Regions from separate parts of the Sus scrofa genome. Here region 1 is linked to region 2. A link is a contact called in public HiChIP or PLAC-seq data. All regions are on one chromosome and are shown on one strand. The core of a region is the stretch at or near the end of the contact, and the rest is flanking DNA. Distances in the headings are between cores, read along the strand shown. Region 1 holds the start of WBP2 (WW domain-binding protein 2). Region 2 holds the start of RNF157 (RING finger protein 157).

Region 1 (5,082 bases), core at 1,570-4,069, 340 kb after region 2:
ACCTCCCTCTTACAGTCCTTTTTTTTTTTTCCTTTGCTTTTAGGGCCGCACCCACAGCATATGGAAGTTCCCCAGACCTGGGGTCAAATCAGAGCTACAGCTGCCGGCCTACACCACAGTCTCAGCAATGCCAGATCTGAGCCGTGTCTGTGACCTACACCACAGCTCACGGCCATGCTGGATCCTTACCCCACTGAGCAAAGCCAGGATGGAACCCAAGTTCTCATGGATACTAGTTGGGTTTGTTACCACTGAGCCACAACGGGAACTCCCTTATTTAAAAAAAAAAAAATTGGAGTTCCCGTAGGGATGCAGTGGTTAACAAATCTGACTAGGAACCATGAGGTTGCAGGTTTGATCCCTGGCCTTGCTCATTGGGTTAAGGATCTGGCGTTGCCGTGAGCTGTGGTGTAGGTTGCAGACGAGGCTCAGATCCCGCATTGCTGTGGCTCTGGCGTAGGCCAGTGGCTATGGCTCCAATTCGACCCTAGCCTGGGAACCTCCATATGCCTCAAGTGTGGCCCTAAAAAGCAAAAATAATAATAATAATAATAAAATATGCACAGTAAACAAAACAGTACACAAGAGCATACAATACACAAGGAGTCGCCTGCCAACCTTAATTCCCAGAGCTGTGCCTCAATGGGATAATGCTAAAAAAACAATGTCTGGTGGATCTTTCCAAAATGTAATATCTAGACTTAGATGTGGAAGTATATGTATTCACCACTCTGTCCTGACAAACCTTAGCACTCTTTTTCGTTTGTTTTTTTAGGGTGGCACCCACAGCATATGGAGGTTCCTAGGCTAGGGGTCCAGTTGGAGCTACAGCTGCTGGCCTCCGCCAGAGCCATAGCATCCTACCCCGCAGCTCACAGCAACTTCAGATCCTTAACCACTGAGCGAGGCCAGGGATCGAACCTCATGGTTCCTAGTCGGATTCATTAACCACTGCGCCATGACGGGAACTCCGTTTAGCACTCTTTCCATATCAGCACAGAGAATTTGACCTCATTCTTTCTTTTTTGGCCCTACCCAGTGGCATGGAGAAGCTCCTGGGGCAAGGATCAAACCTGCACCACAGGGGAGTGCCCATCGTGGTTCAGTGGTTAAGGACTCCGTCTAGGAACCATGAGGTTGCAGGTTCCATCCCTGGCCTCGCTCACGGGTTCAGAATCTGGCGTTGCCGTGAGCTGTGAGGTAGGCCGGCTTCACCCCTAGCCTGGAACCTCCATGTGCCATGGGTGTGGCCCTAGGAAAAAAATAAAAGACAAACTTGTGGCACAGCAGTGACAATGTCTGATCCTCAGTCTGCTGCACCACCAGGGAACTCCTGACTTCATTCTTTCCACCACTGCTAAGATTGCATGTAGAGAAATTAACCTAACCTTTCAGGGCAGATTTTATCATGTCCATGATGCACTTCTTCCTTGCACGTATTCTGCAAGGTCCAACTTGGTTTTGCACAAGACCTCCAGGGGCTGGTCCCTGTTTCATAATATTTTCTAGTTTTTCATCCTTCACCTAGGGAATCTGACTCAAAAGGAAAATTAGGCAGGTGGATCCCACCGTGGGACACTATCTGTCAGGAAATCAGCTGTCTGCTTAAAATCCAACTCTGATCACTTAAGATTAAAGATGCACCAGCACTGCCAGGTGGGACACCCCCCTCCCACATTTCCCACAAAGATTCACCTCAGAGGTGGGGGAGTTTACACAACCACAGGGGCTCCCCCCCCGCCCCCCCCGAGGGGGTAGTAGTGCTGGGTCACGATGATCAGCCCTATTTTGTAAGCTCCCCGTCTTGCATTGTGCCCAGATCCATTCAGTTACTTGAATTCTGGTTTAAATCTTCTGGCCTGGAAAATGCTGGGGAGCCCAATTGCAAAGCCTGAACATTCTAGAGGGAGCAGCGCCACGCGAGGCCAGCTGTGGTGGAGGCGGCGGTGAGGTGTGGCCGCTGGACCCAGGTTCCTCTCCCAGCGCGGTGAGTCTCACCGCCCACCTCGGAGGGTGTGGCTTTGATTTCCTGGAAGAGAAGGCAGTTTTTCCGGATTCCCTTCTGCCAGTCAGCCAGCCCATCACATCCTGGAACAAAGACTGGGTCCTGCACTCATCTATATATCTCAGCGGTTACTTAAGTGGGTTGGGCTGCGGGGGAAGGAGGGACAAAGTCATGTAGAAAGCGTTCCCTAAACGTTTGTGGGGAGTCCCATCATGCCTCAGTGGTTGACAAGCCGAACTAGTGTCCATGAAGAGGCAGGTTCGATCCCCTGCCTCGCTCAGTGGTGGGGCTCTGTTGTTGCTGTGAGCTGTGGCGTAGGCCATCAGCTACAGCTCCACTTGGACCCCTAGCCTGGGAACCTCCATATGCCGCAGGTGCGGCCCTAAAAAATAAAAATAAGAAAATAAACATTCGTGGGCTGAAAGAAGGTGCCCCAGTAAACGGTCACCGCTGCACACAGCAGCCTTCACGTCCAGGGCCTTTATGACTAACTCCTCTGTGACTCGCGCAACTGTTTATTTCAGTCCTTTGGTCGACTGGGTGGAAGAGGGTGGGAAGTGCGCAAGCTGATGAGTTATGCAATTAGTGGAGTCAATCCACGCCTAGAGTCTGTGAGACTACAAGTTCCAGCATGCGTCCGTCCACTAGCCTAGGGAGAGGTCGAGGTGGGCGAGCAGTGCTTCTGGGAATTGTAGTCTCGAACTTGTTTGTGATGCAGGCGAAACTAGCGGGGAGGGGAGCGGGAGTAAACTATTAGCACGTGATGGCCGGATCAGGTGGTAGGGCCAACCTCCGCGCAAGAGCTGTGATTGGCTGACTCTAATACGAACGACGCCACTAGGGGCGGGGCCAAAGAAGGGCGCAAGCGCACTGCGTTTCGAGTCGAGTCTCGGGACCCTTTTCCGAGAGACCATGGCGCTCAACAAGAATCACTCGGAGGGCGGCGGAGTGATCGTCAACAACACCGAGAGGTGAAAACACTGCGCAAGGACCCTGGAGAACCGCAGGGCGGTTGTGGAGGGTGTAGGCGCTGGGCGGTCGACGGTGGGAAGTAAACCCGTGAAGACGGGACCTGACGGGGGGATGGGGGGTAACGGCTGGGGGCGGGGTGGAGGAAGGTGGGTGGGTCGTGAGGGAGCCGCCGGGGGTGTAGCGATCAGCTGTGGGTGAGGGTGGGGCGGCTGGACGGGGACCGGGTACGGAGAGACACATGGGGCCTGCGGGTAGTTCTTGAGCCCTTTTCCCAGAGTAGGTGACTTTAGAAATGGGGAGAGCCTTTGGCAAAAAATAATTACCATTTCGTGGGTATTTACTATGCTACTATGAGTCAGAGATGGCGCCTCTTTTACCTGCTTAAGTACATGAGCCCTGTTCGGCAGATGCTATTACTCTACGCATTTACATGCCGAGATAGTGAGGCACGGAGAGGTTAAGTAACTTGCCTGAAATCACAGAGCTGAAAGTACCAGGAGAGGAGTCTGATTCCAGAGTCAGTAGGCTTAACTGTCAGTATGTAGCCTTCCGGTATATTCCGGAACTGCTCAGTTTCCAGATAGGAAACCGAGGCCCAGAAGTGAAATTACGTAATTAATATTTGTCATATGTCGAAAACATTTTCTGTAAAGCTCTGTCTTTGCAGACAGACAGACAGGTTACTGATTTCCTGTTGGCTTGGATCACTCCCAGAGAGAGGTCTTCCACATCAAGGTTCTTCCTATCCATCCGCAGTCAGTTTTCTCTCTCCTTGGACGGCATTGAGAATGAGACCAGCCAGCTCTGGTTGAGCTAGGCTGACCCTAAAGCGCCTCTTGAAGGAGCAGAGGAATCTGAGCCCCCAGACGAGGTTTGGTGGGACCAGAGCCTATAGCTGGCTAAGGCAGTACCCAACCCAGAGCTGTCGCCTTGGAAAGCTTGATGAGTCAGAGGAGGTTCCTAGGGAGCCCCAGACCTCAGAATACTGACTTTTCCTCCATCTCACCTGCCCAGGGTCTGCCAGGTCCGACTCTTCCTGGCAATGACCTCTTTTCTCTGAGCTCTGCTGCTCTTTTCTGGTTCCAGTCCTTTTCCCCACTCACCTCTCCCCTGTGAAGGAAGCTGTGTCATCTGGGAGGGGAACGAAGACACACGGAGCCGTATGAACTTGAACCTCATTGTCTTGAAATCAGAGAAACCGCACATTGCTCCTGGTGTGTAGCCTCTCTGTGTGTGAGCCAGTCCCAGGCCTGGACAAACCCTTTTCATGCTCCTTGGGAACCTATCCCGGGACTGTTTCTTTCCCTCTCAGTGACACTTTTCTGGGACAATGTATTTATCCCGCTGGGCCTCCTCCCTGGCATAGGACTCAGTGCTGCTAAATAATGGTGTGCCTTGTTTTAGAGGATGCTTCATTTCCCAGAAAAAAGAAAAAGGAATTGTGGAAACAGTAATTGAACTATACATGCAGCATTTAAAATTTGATGTGTAGGAGTTCCTGTCGTGCTCAGTGGTTAACGAATCCGACTAGGAACCATGAGGTTGTGGGCTCAATTCCTGGCCTTGCTTAGTGGGTTGGGGATCCTGCGTTGCTGTGGCTCTGGCGTAGGCCAGTGGCTACAGCTCCGATTAGACCCCTAGCCTGGGAACCTCCATATGCCGTGGGAGCTGCCCTAGAAAGGCAAAAAGACAAAAAAATAAATAAATAAATAAATAAAATTTGATGTGTAAAAGGGTAAACCATACTCTTCAAGTCATGAACCCCTTTGAGAGTGGCAAAAATTACAGAGTCCCCCCCAAAAATGCAGGTACACCGTCATCTCCAGGGCTTATGGACTGACAGCCCTGCAGACCCAGCTTATGAACCCCAGGGTTTTTTGGGTTTTTTTTGTCTTTTCAGGGCCGCATCTTTGGCGTATGGAGGTTCCCAGGCTAGGGGTCAAATCGGAGCTATAGCTGCCGGCCTACGCCAGAGCCATAGCAACACAGGATCCGAGCCGTGTCTGCGACCTACACCACAGCTCATGGCAACACCGGATCCTAACCCACTGAGCAAGGCCAGGGCTTGAACCTACGTCCCTATGGATACTAGTTGGGTTCGTTAC
Region 2 (5,383 bases), core at 171-2,670:
TAGGGGTTAAATCATAGCCACAGCTACAGCCACACCAGATCCGAGCCACATCTGCGACCTGTGCTGCAGCTTGGGGCAACACCAGATCCTTAACCCACTGAGCGAGGCCAGGGATTGAACCTGTATCCTGTGGATACTAGTTTTTACTACTGAACCACAATGGGAACTCCATGGGAGTTGGTATCTTTGCTACTAGGTATGAAGCTGAAAAGAGGGCAATGAAAAATATGAAAGGGAGTTTCCTTTGTGGCTCAGGGGGTTAAGGACCCATTGTTGCCGATGTGAGGATGCAGGTTTGACCCCTGGCCTCGCTCAGTGGGTTAAGGATCTAGAGTTGCCTTGGCCTTGGCATAGACCTCAGCTGCAGCTCCTATTTGACCCCTAGGCCGGGAACTCAAATATGCCACAGGTGCGGCTGTTAAAAACAAGAAAAACACAGAGAATCATCAGGAAAGATGCTCTATGGATGGCTTTAAAAGCTTAATCAAGGGACCTTGACTCCCCAAACTGTACTTGGAACCCCTTGCTGAAAGGTTGCTGAAACCACGTTCTTGAAATTGAAGTTTTCGCAGATCAGTTTACTCTCTCAGGAAAAAGCCCGCCAAAACAGAAATAGCATAAAGGGTTTAAAACACAAATGTCTGCAATTAGGTTTAGAATGAGGTCTTCTGCCTGCCCAGGTGTTCCACGGTTGGTGTGCTCTGGCCCCACTCCAGTTCCCCTGCATTAACGCCCTTCTTCCCAAAGTTTCCCAAAGGTGCGGTCCGAGGGGCCTTGTCTCCTTCTCCTCTTGGGCCGATGGTCTCCCAACTTCAGGGTTACAGGAGCTGCCCAAGGGACCCGTAAACAGAACAAGCATAGAGCTCGGCGCCTTGAAAGGAACTAGGTGAGAGGGATGGCGACGTTTTCCTGGAGGGTCACCGGCACTGACCAGTCTACCCGACCCCTGGGAGCCCCTGAGGGGCTGAGGCGCTCGGGGCGGGAACCCACCCCCACTGCCCGCCTGGGAGGCGGAGGGCGCCCCTCTGCGGGTTTGTGACCATCGGCTTTGGCACATGTCGAGGGACGGGGCTGGAGAGAGCCTCCGCCAGGCGGGGAAGCCGCGTGCGCCTTTCGGATGCTGGGGACCAGGGTGCGCGAACGCCCCTCGAGGAGGCGGCTCCCGCGAGGCCGCCGGAACCGCGCCAGCGGGCTCCGGGGGCGCCGCGTCCTCGGCCCCTCCAGCCCTCGCCGCGCGCCCGGCCGCCGCTCCGCCGCGTCCCGCCGCCCATTGGCTGGCGCCGCGCGGACCCTCCCGCCCCGCCCCGCCATTGGCCGTGGCCGCCGCGGTCCCCGCGCGCGAGCCGCCGCTGACATCACGCGGCCTGAGGCGGCGGCGGCGCCCCCGGCCCAGCCCGCAGCCCCCCTCGGCACAGGCGCCGCCGCGGGGCCCGGCGGAGGATGGTGCGCGGCGCGCCGGGGGCTCCCCGCCGCCAGAGCCGCAGCGCCGAGGCCGAGCGGGCCGCGGCGGGCAGCCGACCCCCGCAGCCGGCGCGGGGCAAGCGGCCGCGGTGAGGCGCGGGCGGCGCGGGCGCAGCGGCCATGGGGGCCCTGACCAGCCGGCAGCACGCGGGCGTCGAGGAGGTGGACATCCCGTCCAATTCCGTGTACCGCTACCCGCCCAAGTCCGGTGAGCGCGGCCCGGGGCTGGGAGGAGGTCGCGAGGCTCCCGCACCGGGACGCCGGGGGGCCGGCGGGCCCAGGGGCCGACGGCGCTGCAGTGCGATCTTGGAGGGTGGGATGTCTAGCAGGAGGCCTGGAGCGGTGCTTTAGGGCCCGGGGCGGTCGCGAGGGTGGGCAGCCCCTCCGCCGGGGGACGCGGGCGGCCCGGACGCAATGCGTCCTGTGACAGAGACGTGCGCTGGGGAGACTGCGGCTCCCGAGGGGCGGGGTGCCTCGTTGCAGGCCAGGTCCCCGCCGTCCGCAGCACGGAGTCCGCTCCTTCCCGCCCGGGTCCCCGTTCCCCTCGGGGGGCTGCGGGTTGGGGGAGGCGGGCTCGGCGTCCGAAGCAGGCACCTGTGCTGGGTGCTGGCACAGGTCAGCACATCCAGGCCTCCGGTGAGGGAGGGACAGGCGCAGGTTTGAATGAGGTTTCTCCAGGGAAAGCTGCCACTGCCTGCTGGAGGGTGGAGGCCGAAAATGCCTTTTCCGTGGTGCTGATGCTTTTCGAGAGGCTGTCGGAAGAACAAGGGTGTCGAACAGAAATATTGGGGGCTCTACGTAGCAGAGTCACTCGGGTTGTTACTTGGCTGGAGGAGTGACAAGCCTGCTTTTTGGAATGAGGATGGCTCTGGGACAGGGCACAGCTATTTAAAATGTAGAGAAGGATTCTCTTTGTTTTTAGAATCATTAAAGGGATAAATGTCTCAGCCTCTGGTTTGTAGCATAAATATTGGAGCTGGGGGAGGATTTTGACAGCACAAGAGGATCACATCAAGGACTTACTGTGTCGTACAGGGAACTTGACTCAGGATTTTGTAATAACCTTTAAGGGAAAAGATTCTGGAAAAAATATATATACATATATTATTAAACTATATGTATATCTATATTATATCTATATAAAATCGAACCACTGCTGTACACCTGAAACTAACACGATATTGTAAATCAATTATACTTCAATTTAAAAGTTAAAAACATTGAAGAATAACTAAAAACAAAAAAGAGAAGAAAAGAACTAGCCAATTCCGAACTGCTGGCACATGACCTAACTCTCTGCTCTTCATTTTTCATTGCTTTTCTCAAGACTCCTGGGGACTCATGGCTCCCATCTTCTCTTTGGCTTAGGACCCAAGGAGGATTTTCATGATCTTGGAGAGAGATCAGAACTGCAGCGGTAGAATAAAGACATGCTAATGAGAGGAGCTGGTTTCTCAGCGGTGTGTCCGGTTTGTGCCAGGTGAAAGCAGGGACCAGACAATGAACCTGCCCCCTGCAGGGTGTGGGCCGGAGCTGTGTTGCTCGCTGCTTTTGTGCCAGAGAATGAATCCTTGCAGAGATGAATATGCTTTAGGACAGGCCAAGATAAAGCCATGGGTCCTTAGTGTTTTAATAAAACGCCGGTTGAATTATGACTGTATGAAACCAGTGCTCAGGAAAGCATGCGTCTTGCTTTTCCATAGACACAAGAATCTGTGGATTTTTCTTTTCTGAAATCACTGCGCTTTTATCGATCAGAATATGGAGTGTGTTTTGCTGAGCTTAGGGGTTTCAGTAAAGGTTGCCTCCTCAGAAGGGTGTGCACCACTCCTCACAGATGGGAGTAAGCACGGGTATTTCACTGGGAGGCTGGTCCCCAGAGGATATTAATACAAGTATGAATCTTGGATGATAGTAGTGAAAGGGTAACGGACCAAAACTAAAACTTTTCTTAACCAGCACTGTCACTTCAGTGCCTATGGCCGTAAATTGTCCTTTCTACTCTACCAGTCTTTTAAGTTTTATCTAACGGGAAGTTGTTTTAAAAATTATTATTGGAGTTCCCGTCGTGGTGCAGTGGTTAATGAATCCGACTGGGAACCATGAGGTTGCGGGTTCGGTCCCTGGCCTTGCTCAGTGGGTTACGGATCCGGTGTTGCTGTGAGCTGTGGTGTAGGTCGCAGACACGGCTCGGATCCCGTGTTGCTGCGGCTCTGGTGAAGGCCGGCGGCTACAGCTCTGATTCGACCCCTAGCCTGGGAACCTCTATATGCTGCGGGAGCGGCCCAAAGAAATAGCAAAAAGACAAAAAAAAAAAAAAAAATCTCACAAATTCACACTCAGGGTCAGAATCACATTCAATATATACAGAATTTGAATAAAAAGATAATTTAAAAAAATTATTATTGCTTTTTTTGGAGTTCCCATCATGGTGCAGTGGAAACAAATCTGACTGGGAACCATGAGGTTGCTGGTTCAATCCCTGGCCTTGCTCAGTGGGTTAAGTATCCAGCGTTGCCGGGAGCTGTGGTGTAGGTCGCAGACGTGGCTCGGATCTGGCGTGGCTGTGGCTCTGGCGTAGGCCGGCAGCAACAGCTCCGATTGGACCCCTAGCCTGGGAACCTTCATATGCCACGGGTGCGGCCCTAAAAAGGACAATTTAAAAAACCAAAAAAAAAAATTATTTTTATTATTATTTTTGGCTTTTTAGGGCCACACCCAAGGCCTATGGAAGTTCCTAGGCTAGGGGGCCAATCAGAGCTACAGCTGCCTGCCTACACCACAGCCACAGCAACGCCAGATCCTTAAACCCACTGAGTGAGGCCAGGGATTGAACCTGCGTCCTAATGGATACTAGTCAGATTCATTTCTGCTGAGCCATGATGCGAACTCCTAGGAAATTTTTTTTTTTTTTGGTCTTTTTGCCATTTCTAGGGCCGCTCCTGCCGTATATAGAGGTCCCAGGCTAGGGGTCGAATGGGAGCTGTAGCCGCCGGCCTTCGCCAGAGCCACAGCAACATGGGATCCGAGCCATGTCTGTGACCTACACCACAGCTCATGGCAATGCTGGATCCTTAAGCCACTGAGCAAGGCCAGGGATGGAACCCGCAACTTCATGGTTCCTAGTCGGCTTCGTTAACCACTGAGCCATGAAGGGTACTCCCCTAGGAAATTATTTTTAATCAGAGCTTTTGTATGAGAGCAATCTCTGTAGCAAGTGGACCAAATTATGTAAGTTAGAGGAAAAACACAGAAAATAGGAATCAGAATATTCACGTCCCAGTCAGCAAACCTTTGTGTACTTAAAAATTTGCGTCCCTGCGTATATGCGCTAGTCCAGAAGCGTCTCTTCTCCTTCATCAGACCTTTAAATTTACCTGACTCTTTCTTGGATTATAGTATTTTGGACCCAAAGGAACCTAGGGAATTGGCCCCAGACCTGCTCATTTTGCTGCTAAGAAAATGGAGGCCCAGCCAAATGAATTGGTTCGGCCAGGGCTACCCAGCAAGTTCATGTTCTCACTGAGCCATCAACCATTCTCAAGGAATCGGATTGCGAACTTGCCCTTGGAGTTCCCATTGTGGCTCAGCAGGTTACGAACCCAACTAGTATCCATGAAGTTGGGGGTTCGACCCCTGGCCTCGCTCAGTAGGTTAAGGATTCGGCCTTGCCAGGATTCAGGTCAAAGACACGACTCGGATCCTGGCTGTGGCTGTGACGGAGGCCGGCGGCTGCAGCTCCTCTTCGACCCCTAGCCTGGGAACTGCCATATGCTGCAGGTGCGGCCCTGAAAAACCAAAACAAAAACAACAACAAAAAAGAACTTGTCCTTGATGATTTGTGGCATGGAGGCTATTCTGGGTCAGAATTGAAACAAAACCCAGAGGCCTGTGTCCTGGGGTGAAGAATCCGTCTGGGTTG

What was found. HiChIP or PLAC-seq counts read pairs in DNA pulled down with a chosen protein or histone mark.
Region 1: an H3K27ac HiChIP or PLAC-seq map of alveolar macrophages shows a contact between it and region 2. The contact joins the promoter of WBP2 here to the promoter of RNF157 in region 2. A contact is called at or near these places in 1 of 5 promoter capture datasets (fetal liver) and 1 of 2 datasets of contacts at active chromatin or transcription factors (alveolar macrophages).

The regions. Positions count from the first base shown.
Region 1 is chr12:5,562,293-5,567,374 of Sscrofa11.1, forward strand. It overlaps WBP2 (WW domain-binding protein 2), which reads left to right and starts at 2,820. Exons shown (of 9, transcript XM_003131191.5): 1 at 2,820-2,976. The coding sequence starts at 2,918.
Region 2 is chr12:5,224,558-5,229,940 of Sscrofa11.1, forward strand. RNF157 (RING finger protein 157) reads left to right here and starts at 1,421. Exons shown (of 19, transcript XM_003357958.4): 1 at 1,421-1,669. The coding sequence starts at 1,582.